Regions from separate parts of the Sus scrofa genome. Here region 2 is linked to region 1. Evidence: chromatin contacts called from public HiChIP or PLAC-seq data. All regions are on one chromosome and are shown on one strand. The core of a region is the stretch at or near the end of the contact, and the rest is flanking DNA. Distances in the headings are between cores, read along the strand shown. Region 1 overlaps ELL2 (RNA polymerase II elongation factor ELL2). Region 2 overlaps LOC106508433 (a long non-coding RNA gene).

Region 1 (6,455 bases), core at 2,898-5,397:
TCGGATTCGTTAACCACTACACCACAACAGAAACTCCAGCCTGCCATTGTTCTTAATTAGTGTGAACAATATGTGGCAAAAGGAGCTTCAAATCCCCCAAATGTCAAAAATTAAAAGTATCGACACATAAGTATTCACAACTAAACCAGTATTCTTAACAACTGAGAGAGAATGGCTCTTTAAATGAGCCTTATAGCAGAGTCCCACCTATAAATACACCTTTTTTTCCTTCTCACTGCTGGACTGCTAAGTATAATTAGATCCTATAAAATGTCTTTGAAGCTATTTCTTGAAAAATCCTTTTGTTCTAAATCCCCAAATGCCACTGCCTCCTGGACACCTCCATCTTTCTAGAACATGGTGTGGAATATTATCTGAACACCTTATGTATAGCATGTCCCAAACCAAACACCCTGTGACTCCTGCCTCAATCTGTTCTCTCATCTATTTTAGATCTCGAATAATAGCCTCACCATCCAACCAAATGCTCTGTCATAAACATGGTGTCATCTTCAACTTCTCCCTTTCCTTACTTTCCATATATAAAGAAAAATAAATCAAGATAAGTACTGGATAAGCATATTAAAATGCAAATCTGATCACAAAACTCCCTGCCTAAATTAAAGAAAAAAATAATAATCTCCTGCAGTGTTTTTTAAACCATAGATTGTCCCATTGGAATGTTATAACATTATCTTAGTGGGTTGTGACTGGGATTCTTTTAAATTGAAATAGAATAGAAAATGTCAGAGTACACTGGTAAAGGATAAATATTGTGCCATGAAACTTTTAGTTTAGCTGTGTGAATGTGTACACCTAATATGTGTAAAGAGTTGCAGTATTATATGTTTTTTCTTACTGTGAATTGTTACTAAATGCACTTGAAAGCATCTATTGCAGTAGTTTTCTAGTATCGGGGAGGTCAGTGGTCCCCTTCAGAAAATGAAATTTATAAACCTTCTTCTGAGAAGAGAATGTATACATATCTATAAATGTGCATATTCTTATCAAAGTCTTAATCATAGAGAACCTAGATATCATAAGGAAATCTAGGGGAAGAAAATTTAAATCCAGATTTCCAGACCACACCAGACCCCCATGGAGATTATATATATAGATAAGAACTGATCACCAAGATGAAATTCAAGCTCCTTAAGAAGGTGAGAACATTTGCCACACCTGCTTACCTCTTCTCTGAGAGCTCCCTGACTGTCCCCCTTCCCCTTGCTTCTCAGAGAGGCATTCAACAAATGTTATGTGAAGTGAGAATAAAATGATCACTGAACATTTATTATAACAGACAAATCATCAGTGTAGTGAATCAGATGCCTAGATTTGTGTGCAGGCTCCTTCACTCACTAATTGTGTGAGCTTTAACAAGTGGTTTAACTTTAGAGCCATAGTTAATACCAGCAGAATGGAAATATCTGCTTCATGGCATATTTGTGAGGATTAAATATAAATAATATATGTAAAGTGCTTAGTATAGGAGTCTTAGCATGTAATAAATATTCAATGCATTCTAGCTATGATTATTAAAATTAACTGGAATCTATAAACAAAATAGAATAGATAACTGTGGGAGTTCCCGTCGTGGCTCAGTGGTTAACGAATCCGACTAGGAACCATGAGGTTGCAGGTTCGATCCCTGGCTTTGCTCAGTTGGTTAAGGATCCATCATTGTCATGAGCTGTGGTGTAGGTTGCAGATGCAGCTCGGATCTGGCATTGCTGTGGCTGTGGTGTAGGCCGGCAGTTACAGCTCCGATTCGACCCCTAGCCTGGGAACCTCCATATGCCTTGGGAGTGGCCCAAGAAATGGCAAAAAGACCAAAAAAAAAAAAAAAAAAAAAAAAGTGTACATTTAAATTATAAGACTAGTTAGATTTGATAATCACTCACCTGACAAGGGCAAGTTCATTAGCCTCAAAACATGTCTATGGGCTTTTCATAAGTCTTTTTCTTTTTTTTTTTTTGCCATTTCTTGGGCCACTTCCATGGCATATGGAGGTTCCCAGGGTAGAGGTCGAATCAGAGCTGTAGCCACCGGCCTATACCACAGCCACAGCAACGCCAGATCTGAGCCAGATCCAAGCCGAGTCTGCAGCCCACACCACAGCTCACAGCAACGCCAGATCCTTAACCCACAGAGCAAGGCGAGGGATCGAACCCGCAACCTCATGGTTCTTAGTCGGATTCGTTAACCACTGAGCCATGACGGGAACTCCCATAAAAGTCTTTAAGTCATTTCTTTAAGTCAGTAAAACTCTTCTAAACTTATTTTCAAAAGAAGTTACTTTTATAAGGTTTTTAGCCTAAAAAGAATTTAAGAACAATTTAATTTCATATTCTTGTTCCTTTTCCAGTTTAAATTACAATTCAAGAATGGTTACAAAAATATACCTTCCCTGTAAATTCTCCAGATTATGTAATATATGGAGCTAACAAGCAAACCAGTCAAGGGTGGGGTCAGGAAAGAAAACTTTTGAAAAGATTCTAATTAGATAAAATCTTATTGTAGAATATAGGAACTTTGTAAACACATCCACTGCATTGCTGTACTTACTGAATCAAAGATGCCAGCAAGGGTACTTTGTGATTTTATGTACCACTGTATAATATAAAATGCTGACAAACTATGACATAATACTAAGATGCTGTTGATAATGAGATTCATCTCATTCCTAAAGATGTTAAAAGAAGAAAACATGAAAACTTGGAATCAATGACATAATAGTAATTTGTTGTTGTTGTGTTAAATATTGTTTGAAATAAGATCTAGGGTTTGCACATATTCTGCTAAATTTTTTTTTTCCTGCTTTAAACTTTGACTTTTCTTTTAATAAGAATAGGGTCTTGCACATAGAAAGAGGTCAAAAGATATTTAAATAATGCTTGTGGTTCAAATTTAGGGGTGAGTTAGTTTTAAGAACCACAGGTGTTATAGAATGGTTAAAGATCACTATTTTCCAGGCTTAAATAAATGAATATTATTAAAGTGACAATTAAGTATCAAAAATTACACTAAACTGTCTTCTCAAAAAAATTAAAAAGTGACAATGTCTATAACAGATAACTGAATGTTAAAAGCTTCAGTTTTGGGTGGGAAAACAAAAAGGCGAAGTCTTCAGTGGCAGATTTTATTGATGGATGGTTTCAAGAACAAGAGCTGGTATTTCAAGGTCCTATTTACCTTTGTCTACACACTGTCTACCGTGGTCCTGGTACACAGCAAATATTCATTAATGCTTGTTGAATGAAGAAAGGAAGCTTAACTGACTGCTAAGAATGTAATCTGTAGTATTTATAGCAAGTTCAGATTTCAATCATAGTTCCAAGAGCTGCTTTCCAAAGTGACTGCAGTTGGGTGAAGGACAGAGCAGGATGGTTTTGTCTTCAACTCCTTTGTGATCATGTGTTTTGAGAGGCTTGTCCTGCTGTAGCCCACACTGAAGCCTTTGCAGTGTACTATGAAATAGTTTCCTCAGCCACCAGAAAAACACAAGTTTCCCTCCCACCCTCACCATTTTGCACTCTTGAGGGCCAGGGGTAGGCCAGACCTACTTTATGTCACCAGTAGCTGTAGTGGTACCTGGCCATGATATGAATTTAGCTTTTTGTTTTCCTGATTTAGAAACCCCCACAGGTAGTTCTTTTTCAGAAACGAAAGGAGAGCAGAGGTGTGTAGCAACATAAAATAGAGAAGTTGGTCAATTTACAATAGCTTCAAACTATGATTCAATTACTATTTGAGATAATAGCAGTTTCCAGAATGTGAGTCCATATCCCTGGCCAAATATGACACTTCACAAATATATATATGTGTGTGTGTGTGTATAATTATGGAAGTTATATACTACATATCATACATAAAATTTTATAATACAAGCTTTGATATATATCAAAGTTAAATATTTCTTTCAAATTGGGCAATTTACTATTGAATACCTTACTATTCATGTGGTTAAAAGATTAGAATTCAATGCAAATATCAAAATGTTATCTACATATGCCAACCAGTAGAATATTGGAAAAGTTAAAACAGAACTGCCATTACAAAAGTATTTAACACCCTTCTAGTATTAACTACATTCAGAGCTGAGTGTATAAAAGTAGCTGTTAGTCAGCAACCTTTGAGCAGACTGACTAAACACAACCATTGGCAAAACCAGTGGATTAGCCAAACCAAAAACAGCAGGGGAAAGCAGAGTGCAGGCATATCATCTAAGAAGGAATGGCAGTGTTGGGGATTTATTTTTATCTCCAATGCTGTTTCAAGCTGATAGTTATCTTTGCTTCCCAGGTATCAAGTAGATTAGAGAAGGGTAGTCTGCGGGAAGTATTTGTAGGTGAGTTGAAATTGCCTACTAATTTCAAATACTGTATAATTTAGTATTTCAATCCCAGTCTTCTCCCCAGCCCCCACCCAAAGAAAAATGAATAATTAACAAAATATTTCTGAATGCTTTGCTAAGTTTGGAAGTTAAGGAAAAAAAGAAAAAAAGAAAAATCCAGCTCTCTCTCCTTTAGAGTTGATGTATCTACTGCCAACATTTTATAATATTATTTCAGACTTTAAAGTTAGTTAAATGCTGATTTCATTTTCAGAAGGTCACTGTGCCTTTTTGGAAGGCATACATTTAAAACTTGTTTGGCTGGCTGTTCCTTGCTCATTCTTGGAAAAGGGTGTGACTCAGTATTTTACAGGAGACACGACATGGTACTTATAGAAAATATTTTCTATTTTCAGTCTTCATTTTAAGGTTAACTTCTAAATTACATATGCAAAATGAACTTCTATTTTCTAAAGCCTCTTGGATGGCTGAGTCTGAAGTAATTGCTATTCAATTAGAATTTTGGAACAACATTCTCATAACAAATATTGAGTTAATAATACTGAAGTCTGGAAACCTATTTACTGTGACAAAGTTAACATTATTTCTCACTGCCCTGGGACAATCATTCCCTGGACATGAGTCCCTGAAGTCCCAGCCAAGTCTACTTTGCAAGCCCACCACAGGCCAACAGATGTGGCCATTATTTGCTATTGAAAACCTTGCCACATCAGATTTTATGTGAATTATAATCATACCACATATCTACCTTTTTGTGTAGCCTTCTGTAATTTTACATGCCTATGTCCAGGATATATTTTGCCTCTACTGAAACCTTTGTTTAAAAAGCTGATTTATATCAAGCAGAAAAACATAAGCCTTGATCCTGAGAGTCCCCTGTTTCCATGGATGTTCTGAGAGGAGGGGTCTGGATAAGTCCTACATTATTATTTCTTTCCTGAGTATTAGTCTATACGTGTTTGTCAGATTTGGAGCTCTCTGAGGGCAGAGCCCATATCTTACTGTCCCCATGTCTTTGCACACTAAGCACTCAGCAAAGTACTTGGCACCAATAAAGGCTGAAAGAATGTTTATGTAACAAGTAAGAAACAGAACAATAAACCTATTAGCACATCTACTGGTTAGGTATCTGTTTATAGTTTATTGAATAATTATGTTAGTAGATAATTACATCAATAACAGCTGCCATGACTGAAAATACTGAGTTAACTTGCTTCCAGCACCTTCTCCTTTCAGAACTGTGCAGTACAGTGGGGAAATTTTTCCCTGGTAGTGTCAGGACCTAGACAGTAGTTACAGCTCTGTCTCCATCAGAGCTGTGTGTCTTTAGACAGGAAACTTTCAACAAACATAAAAATACACAGTAATTAGCTTTTTAAAACTTTACTGGAGTACACATTTGTGGAAATTTTTCACCTGCCACATTCTCAGTACCCAGTTAGAATATAAGAGACAGAACTAACCTGATTTGTATAAAGTGTACTTGACAATAAACATGCAGCTTTTGGAAACCAGGTGTATTATACCAATATACCCCTCTGAATGCTATGACTTGAGCACCTCAACACTGTAGCCATGTGAATCTTACCAGAGACTTTTTCTATTCAATTGGAATGGTTTATAAAAATGTATAATCCTAGGAAAACTTTAGTTATGAGTATCCTAGGTATGGATTAGAGGACTGTGAGGTAACTGGTTGAGCCATACTCTTCAAATTCAACATGGTAAGAGTTCCCATCATGACACAGCGGAAACGAATCTGACTAGGAACCATGAGGTTGTGGGTTCAATCCCTGGCCTTGATCAGTGGATTAAGGATCTGGCGTTGCCATGATTTGTGGTGTAGGTCACAGATGCGGCTCAGAACGGGCGTTCACCGTGGCTATGGCATAGGCCGGCAGCTGTATCTCTGATTAGACCCCTAGGCTGGGAACCTCCATAGGCAGGTTTGGTCCTAAAAAGCAAAAAATAAAAAAATTCAATAAGGTTGGAGTTTCCTTGTGGCACAGTGGGTTAATAAGGCTATGGTGTTGTCACTGCAGCGGCGTGGGTCCCTGCTGTGGCATGGGTTCAATCCCTGGCCTAGGGAACTTCCACATGC
Region 2 (6,455 bases), core at 2,783-5,282, 360 kb after region 1:
TTCCTGTAACCTCAGCTCTATTTGCGTTAGTCCTATGTTGAATATAAGAATTATAAAGCACTTTACATAAGAAAATTGAAACTTTATCTACTTCTATTCTAGAGTCTATTGAAAGCCCAGACACATCTAATAAAATAAAAACACATTTGCATAGACAGTGGCATATTTTGAAGAGATTTTAAAAATTCAAATAACTTGGGAATTTGCTATTTAAAGAATAGTCATATCTGTTGTCTCTTTACAGCTGATGAAAGTTATTCAACAAAGGGAATTTAAGTATTTTCTGTAGCCTTAGAAAAATAAAATCTTTTTTTATGGTGGGATTTTTAAGTAGTAATCCTGCTTTTGGTACTTTTCAAAGTGCCTTAGGTAGTAAAATGAAAAATAAATACATTAAACTTAAAAAAGTTCTCTTCTAAAAAGCTGTTTTGAATTTCAAGTGGGATTTTGGTCTTTTTCCTATTTTGTGGGAAAGATTTTGGCTTTTAAACTGCACAGTGAATCTGACTATCAAGAGTAAGAAAATCTTGGATGCACATTGAACTAATGCTGTAAATTTTCTTACGTGTCTTCAAATACTTTAGAGAAATCTACAGGAGACAAGGGACTGGTTTTTTTTCCTCTTGCCCTTTTGAGAAATAAAAAAAATACTATTGAATACAGAGTTTCATAATAATTGCATAATTATTTTTGTTTTCTCACCAATGTTGTTGGTAAGGTGCAACAGTACTGAAAAGTAATTCGAGAACTGAATTCTAACCACTTAAAAATATTTCCTGTTCTAGGGAGTTCCTCTTGTGGCTCAGCGGTAACAAACCCGACTAGTATCATGAGGACTTAGGCTCAATCCCTGGCCTTGCTCAGTGGGTTAAGGATCTGGCATTGCTGTGGCTGTGGCGTAGGCCAGCAATAGCTCCAATTCAGCCCCTAGCCTGGGAACTTCCATATGCTGCAGGTGCCTCCCTTAAAAAAAAAAAAAAAAATTCTGAGCAGTGAAACAGCTGCACAGGATGAATTGATAAATAATAGTATTTATATAATCATAACTAGATTAATATTAACTCTGAAGTCAATATATTAAAATAATAAACTTCTGAATTGTTTCATAATCTTAAATTTTTGTGTGTGTGAACTATCTCATTTTCCAAAAAACTGGGAAACTTTGTGCATATGACTATGTTTCAAAGACAAGTACAGTACTGAACTTGGAGTCAGGAGACAAAATTCTTTGGCTGATTCCATTCGTATGCCTTGGAAAGAGTTGAATTCTTGTGCCTCAGTTTCTTTATTAAAAACGTGAATAAAGAGACCATTGGTTAACAGGCACAAACGTTCAAAGGTCTCAAAGCTGAGCTTTCCTTCTGAAGTTGCAACTAGATAAGATTGAGCAAAAAGGGAAGATAAAGAATATATAATAAAATGAAGGCCTGTGAGATTTTCTTTTAGGTGATCTGGTTAAGAAAGATGTTTTCCTTTACATCTGGCCTGAGCAATTTTGCAATTGATACCTGGGACTGCAAAGCCCATGTGTGGTAAAGGAGTTTTCATTTCGAGTGTCATGTTCCATCTTGCTGCAGCCCCCATGCCACATTGCTTAATTTTGGAGATATTTATATATATATGTATATGTATATATATATATATATGTGTGTGTATATATATATATATAAACTTTTAGAGTATGTTGGGCATTGTGGGTTCTTGTTAGAATTGACAGTGATTGTTTCCCTGTGTTTTACATATGATATTTTTTATAATGTTTCTATCATAAACATTTTGCTCAGTGTATTTGAAATTTGCTTTGTGTTTAAAAAAAAGAGACCACTGTACTGGAGATAGTATGCTTAGTGGGGTGAAAACAGGTTTTGAAGTCAGGAATTCCAGCCTGGCTTTATGAAATATCCTTGGATAAGTTATTTAAACTTTCTGATTCTCAGATTTCTCATCTGAAAATTGGAAGTAATCACAATTCTCTGTTTTGTTGGGAGACAAATGAGATGAAAAAATATGCCTATTGTGGTGCTTGGCATACAAATAATTTATTTTATTATTATTGCTGTTCTTAATAGAGGCAAGACTCTATTATACACTTTTGTTTAAAACCTTTGAAGATTTTTTTTTTAATTGAGTTGACTAAATGGATTAACCTAAATGGATTTTTACCCAATTTTTTTGTTTTGTTTTATGTAGATTGAATTAGTGCTATTTTTGTCATCTACTTCAAGTATTAGTATTTTTTTTTTTTTTTTTTTTTTGTCTTTTTAGTGCCACACCCACAGCATATGAAGATTCCTAGGCTAGGGTTCAAATCAGAGCTGTAGCCACTGGCTGAAGCCACAGCCACAGCAACGCCAGATCCTTAACCCATTGAGCAAGGCCAGGAATCGAACGTGCATCTTCATGAATATTAGATTCGTTTCCACTGAGCCACGAGGGGAACTCCTGGTTTCATTTTTATAAGAATACTTAGGGGAGTGGGTTTTTTGGACTTGTGTGAAAGAAACATAGCTACATTGTTTTTCTGCATCCTAATGTTAGCTTATACCTTCACTGTGCTGTTTGGGCTTCTAGCCATCTTTCTAGGGATATATGCAGGGTTGAGAGGCTTATATGGTACCAGAGCACAGGGATGGGAGTGGGCAAATTCTCACTTAGTTATTCATACACATAAGTCACTGCTGGGAACTCTTGGACAAAAATTAGGAAAAACTCTATTCTCTTTGCCAGGTTCTAAGTTAGTTGGCTATTTTCATAAAGCAATGAGTGAAAGTTTCAGGGTTTTAAGAAATAGATATTCATCTGAAGAGTTTTTATAGCAATGCCCCTTTCATTTTACATTCAAAATAAAATTAAATAAAAATCAGATATTATCCATGCTTTTTCTCATTTATTTACTTACAAGGTTTCATTTTTATTTCTTTGGTCTAAGCAAAAGCTTCCCATAGCTACCTGACATCTTGTCTTTGGGAAACAGGCAAAGAGAAATTTATTCAGAGTCAAGTTCAAAAGGCACAACCCACTCACTACTTCCTTTGGTTTTTTTGTGAGTTTTTTTTTTTTTTTTCTTTTTTTAGGTCTGCACCTATGGAGGTTCCCAGGCTAGGGGTCAAATCAGACCTACAGCTGCTGGACTACATCACAGACACAGCAACACAGGATCCGAGCTGTGCCTGCCACCTGCACCAGGGTTCATGACAATGCCAGATCCTTAAACCCACTGAGCAAGGTAGGGATGGAACCAGCAACATCATGGTTACTGGTTGGATTTGTTTCTGCTGCGCCACAATGGGAACTCCCACTACTTCCTTTTGAAAGTGAGGTGCACTGCCTTCCTTTTTTATGTCTGAGATGATTGATGAGGATGACATTTAAATAGGATATTTTCTTTCTTATTTGGGGCAAGCATCTTTTATTCTCTGGTGGAAATAATAACAAAGTAGCAAGTTGTGGTAGCAAGCCTCAAAGACTGTGTCTAATGAGCCATAACTTACAGTATTCTTGACCTGGGATAATCCTCTCCCACAATCAGTAGGCCTGACCTGTGTAACCAGTGGGATCCTAGAACAAATGACAGTGTACAGCTTCTGAAACTTTGTCATAAAAGCCACATTGTGGCTTCTGCCTTGTCTTCTCTTAAATCTCCTTCTGGGGGAAGGCTGCCACCATGTTGAAAGAATCCTCAAGCAGCTCTTTGGAGGAAAGTAATTGGGCCCTTCTGCCAAGAGCCAAGGTAAGTCACTCCCAAATCCTTGACTCACAGAAATTTTATGATAATAAAGAGTCATTATAAATTAAGCCATTAAGTTCTGAAATAATTTGTTATGCAGCAATAGGTAACTAACAAAAAGATATATAAAAATTCTTGTGAATAGATACCAAGACTTCATAATCCCTTGCTTCTTCCTTCCTTTTGTAAAACATACACATTATCTTTTGGACTGGAATGGCTCAGCTTTGTGGTTCTGCACTCTCCATATGATAGTCCATCTTTGTCAAGCCCATTTTTTTCCCCCAGAAGAAAGCATATGTCAGAATGTCAGATGACTCAGAATTTTAGTCAGCTGAGGCAAGACAGTCCAAAATTATCCTGTTTATATTCACATGGCTCTCTCGTTTCAAGTGCACTCTTGGTGGAAGTGGGTAGGTGGGGCTAAGGAATTTTTTTTTTTTTAACTGTTTCTGTGCCAGTTTTATCGGGGGAAGGGAGTAAGTATGGGATATTCTAAGCTTTCCATATTCTCATCTGTTTAGGTCCATCACAGTTATGCCTTCTTCCCAGGAATCATGCCATAGTGTCATTGTTATAGAATCTTCCAAAATATCTACTGTTATCATCAACTAGGGGACTTGCTTCTAGTGTTTTTTATGTGTGTGTGTGTGTGAGAGATGGGGGTGGTGAATAGAAGTGATCAATGTAGAATCTTCTTGTTTCTTCCAATATTTTGCCTCTACACTAGATATTTTCTTTTCTTTTTTTTCTTTGTCTTTTTGTCTTTTCTAGGGCATATGGAGGTTCCCAGGGTAGGGGTCAAATCGGAGCTGTAGCCGCCAGCCTACACCACAGCCACAGCAACGCCGGATCCTTAACCCATTGAACGAGGCCAGGCTTCAAACCTTCAACCTCATGGTTCCTAGTTGGATTTGTTAACCACTGAGCCATGGCAGGAACTCCAACACTAGATATTTTCTATTTAAATTTTTAAGCATTTGAAAACCAAAACCAGACTCTTACACTTTTCTGCTTTTTGCCTTGTTTCACCCCTCCTCTTAGGTATCTTCTCTGTTTGAATGAAGTGAGGGGAAGAAGGAAACACTGGGAGAAAAACAGGAACATATATTAATATTTTAAAAATAGGGGAGTTCCCATTATGGCTCAGTGGATTAAGAACCCACATAGTGTCCATGAGGATGTGGATTCAATCCCTGGCCTCGCTCAGTGGGTTAAGTATCTGGTATTGCTGCAAGCTGCAGCAGTTTGCAGATGTGGCTTGGATCCATTGTTGCCATGCCTGTGGAGTAGGCCTGCAATTTGCAGATCTGACTTGACCCATAGCCCAATAATTTGCACATGCCACAGGTGCGGCTGTGAAAAAAAAAAAAATTTCAAAAATATTCCAATACATTTGCAATAGTTAAAACAGGGGTTTCAAATTTTATCTGGATATTACTTTAAAATTAATGTGAATAGAAGTTATCTGAAGGTGGGAATAGACATTGAGTATGAAATTTAAGGAAAGCTTTGAGACTTCTGTGGGTCCTAGGTGTTTTGGAAAAACTTGAAACATCCATTCTTAGGACACCCCCCACTTCCCCATCAATTAAAAAGTTTTACAGTAGTGTAATTTAGATACAATTTTTAATATTGTAATAACTATTGAACTCCTTTAAACTTTCCACAAATTTAGGCAAGCTAGTTCTCATTGCTATTGTTGAATATGCAGACTAGTGATTTTACTCATAAGTATCATCTAGTGAGTTGCTAAAAATGCTCAAGCTCCACTCCCATGATTCTGATTCAGACCAAATAGCCTCTCTTTCATTTAAGGGTATGGTCATTTTTATCCCTCAAAATACTTATTTACTTACTGACCAAAATATTAATGTTCTCATAAGTTGATTATGTTAAATTTAACCTTAATAACAAAGGCAGGAGAAAATTATGGTTATTAACTGGAGAATTTTGTCTTTTAGTAGATGGTACAGCACTAAATAATTTGCAAATTACTAATAGAAGTCAGCACAGAGAAAGTGGAGTCAAGGAGTGGTAGAGACACACGGGATTCTGATGATGAGCTAGTCACCTGAAGCCAGTATACTCCTGGACTATTCAGTTATGTGAAACAATAAATTTCCTTTTTTGACTAAGCCAGTTTGATTTGGGTTGTCTGACATCTCAAACTGAGTCTCTACTGATGGAATTCTCCACAAATTGGATAATTGGTTGTTGAATAAAAGCTTGAATGAATGATTAAAGTATACCAGGGCAGGTAACCAGAGGAACAAATGGTATCCAACCCCTCCTGACATTTTTCTTTGGCTGGGAGACATCTCTGTCTGCTGCACAATTCCAGAGGTCATTGGTCACAGGGAATAAATATATAGGCATATGACCTCCTATTGGTCTTCACGTTATTGTGCCTAACAGATATCATGTTTCTTACATACTGAAGGTTTATGGCAACCCTGCATTGTCAGATGGTGGTTACCATTTTTTAGCAATAAAGTATTTTGAAAATCAAAGTATGTACATTTTAAGAGATATAATGCTATTGCACACTTACTAGGCTACAGTATAGTGTAAGCATAAGTTTTATATACTCTAAGACACCAAAAAAAAAAAAAAGCAAAAAACAAAACAAAACAAAAAAACAAACCCAGTTTATGTGACTTGCTTTATTGCATATTCACTTTATTGCAGTATTCAGGAATCAAACCCACAATATCTCTAAGGGACA

The links. HiChIP or PLAC-seq counts read pairs in DNA pulled down with a chosen protein or histone mark.
Region 2: an H3K27ac HiChIP or PLAC-seq map of alveolar macrophages shows a contact between it and region 1. The contact joins two enhancer-like sites. A contact is called at or near these places in 1 of 47 Hi-C or Micro-C datasets (epiblast stem cells) and 1 of 2 datasets of contacts at active chromatin or transcription factors (alveolar macrophages).

What each region holds. Positions count from the first base shown.
Region 1 is chr2:102,564,249-102,570,703 of Sscrofa11.1, forward strand. All of the region lies in intron 2 of ELL2 (RNA polymerase II elongation factor ELL2), which reads right to left. Among named protein-coding and RNA genes, the nearest start is that of ELL2, 24 kb to the right of the region's middle. Within about 2 kb of position 4,148, at least 10 of the 83 cell types and tissues checked have an H3K27ac peak or open chromatin away from gene starts, as enhancers often do. A contact at or near this core is called in alveolar macrophages, where this site is marked.
Region 2 is chr2:102,921,064-102,927,518 of Sscrofa11.1, forward strand. All of the region lies in intron 6 of LOC106508433 (a long non-coding RNA gene), which reads left to right. Among named protein-coding and RNA genes, the nearest start is that of PCSK1, 130 kb to the right of the region's middle. Within about 2 kb of position 4,033, at least 2 of the 83 cell types and tissues checked have an H3K27ac peak or open chromatin away from gene starts, as enhancers often do. A contact at or near this core is called in alveolar macrophages, where this site is marked.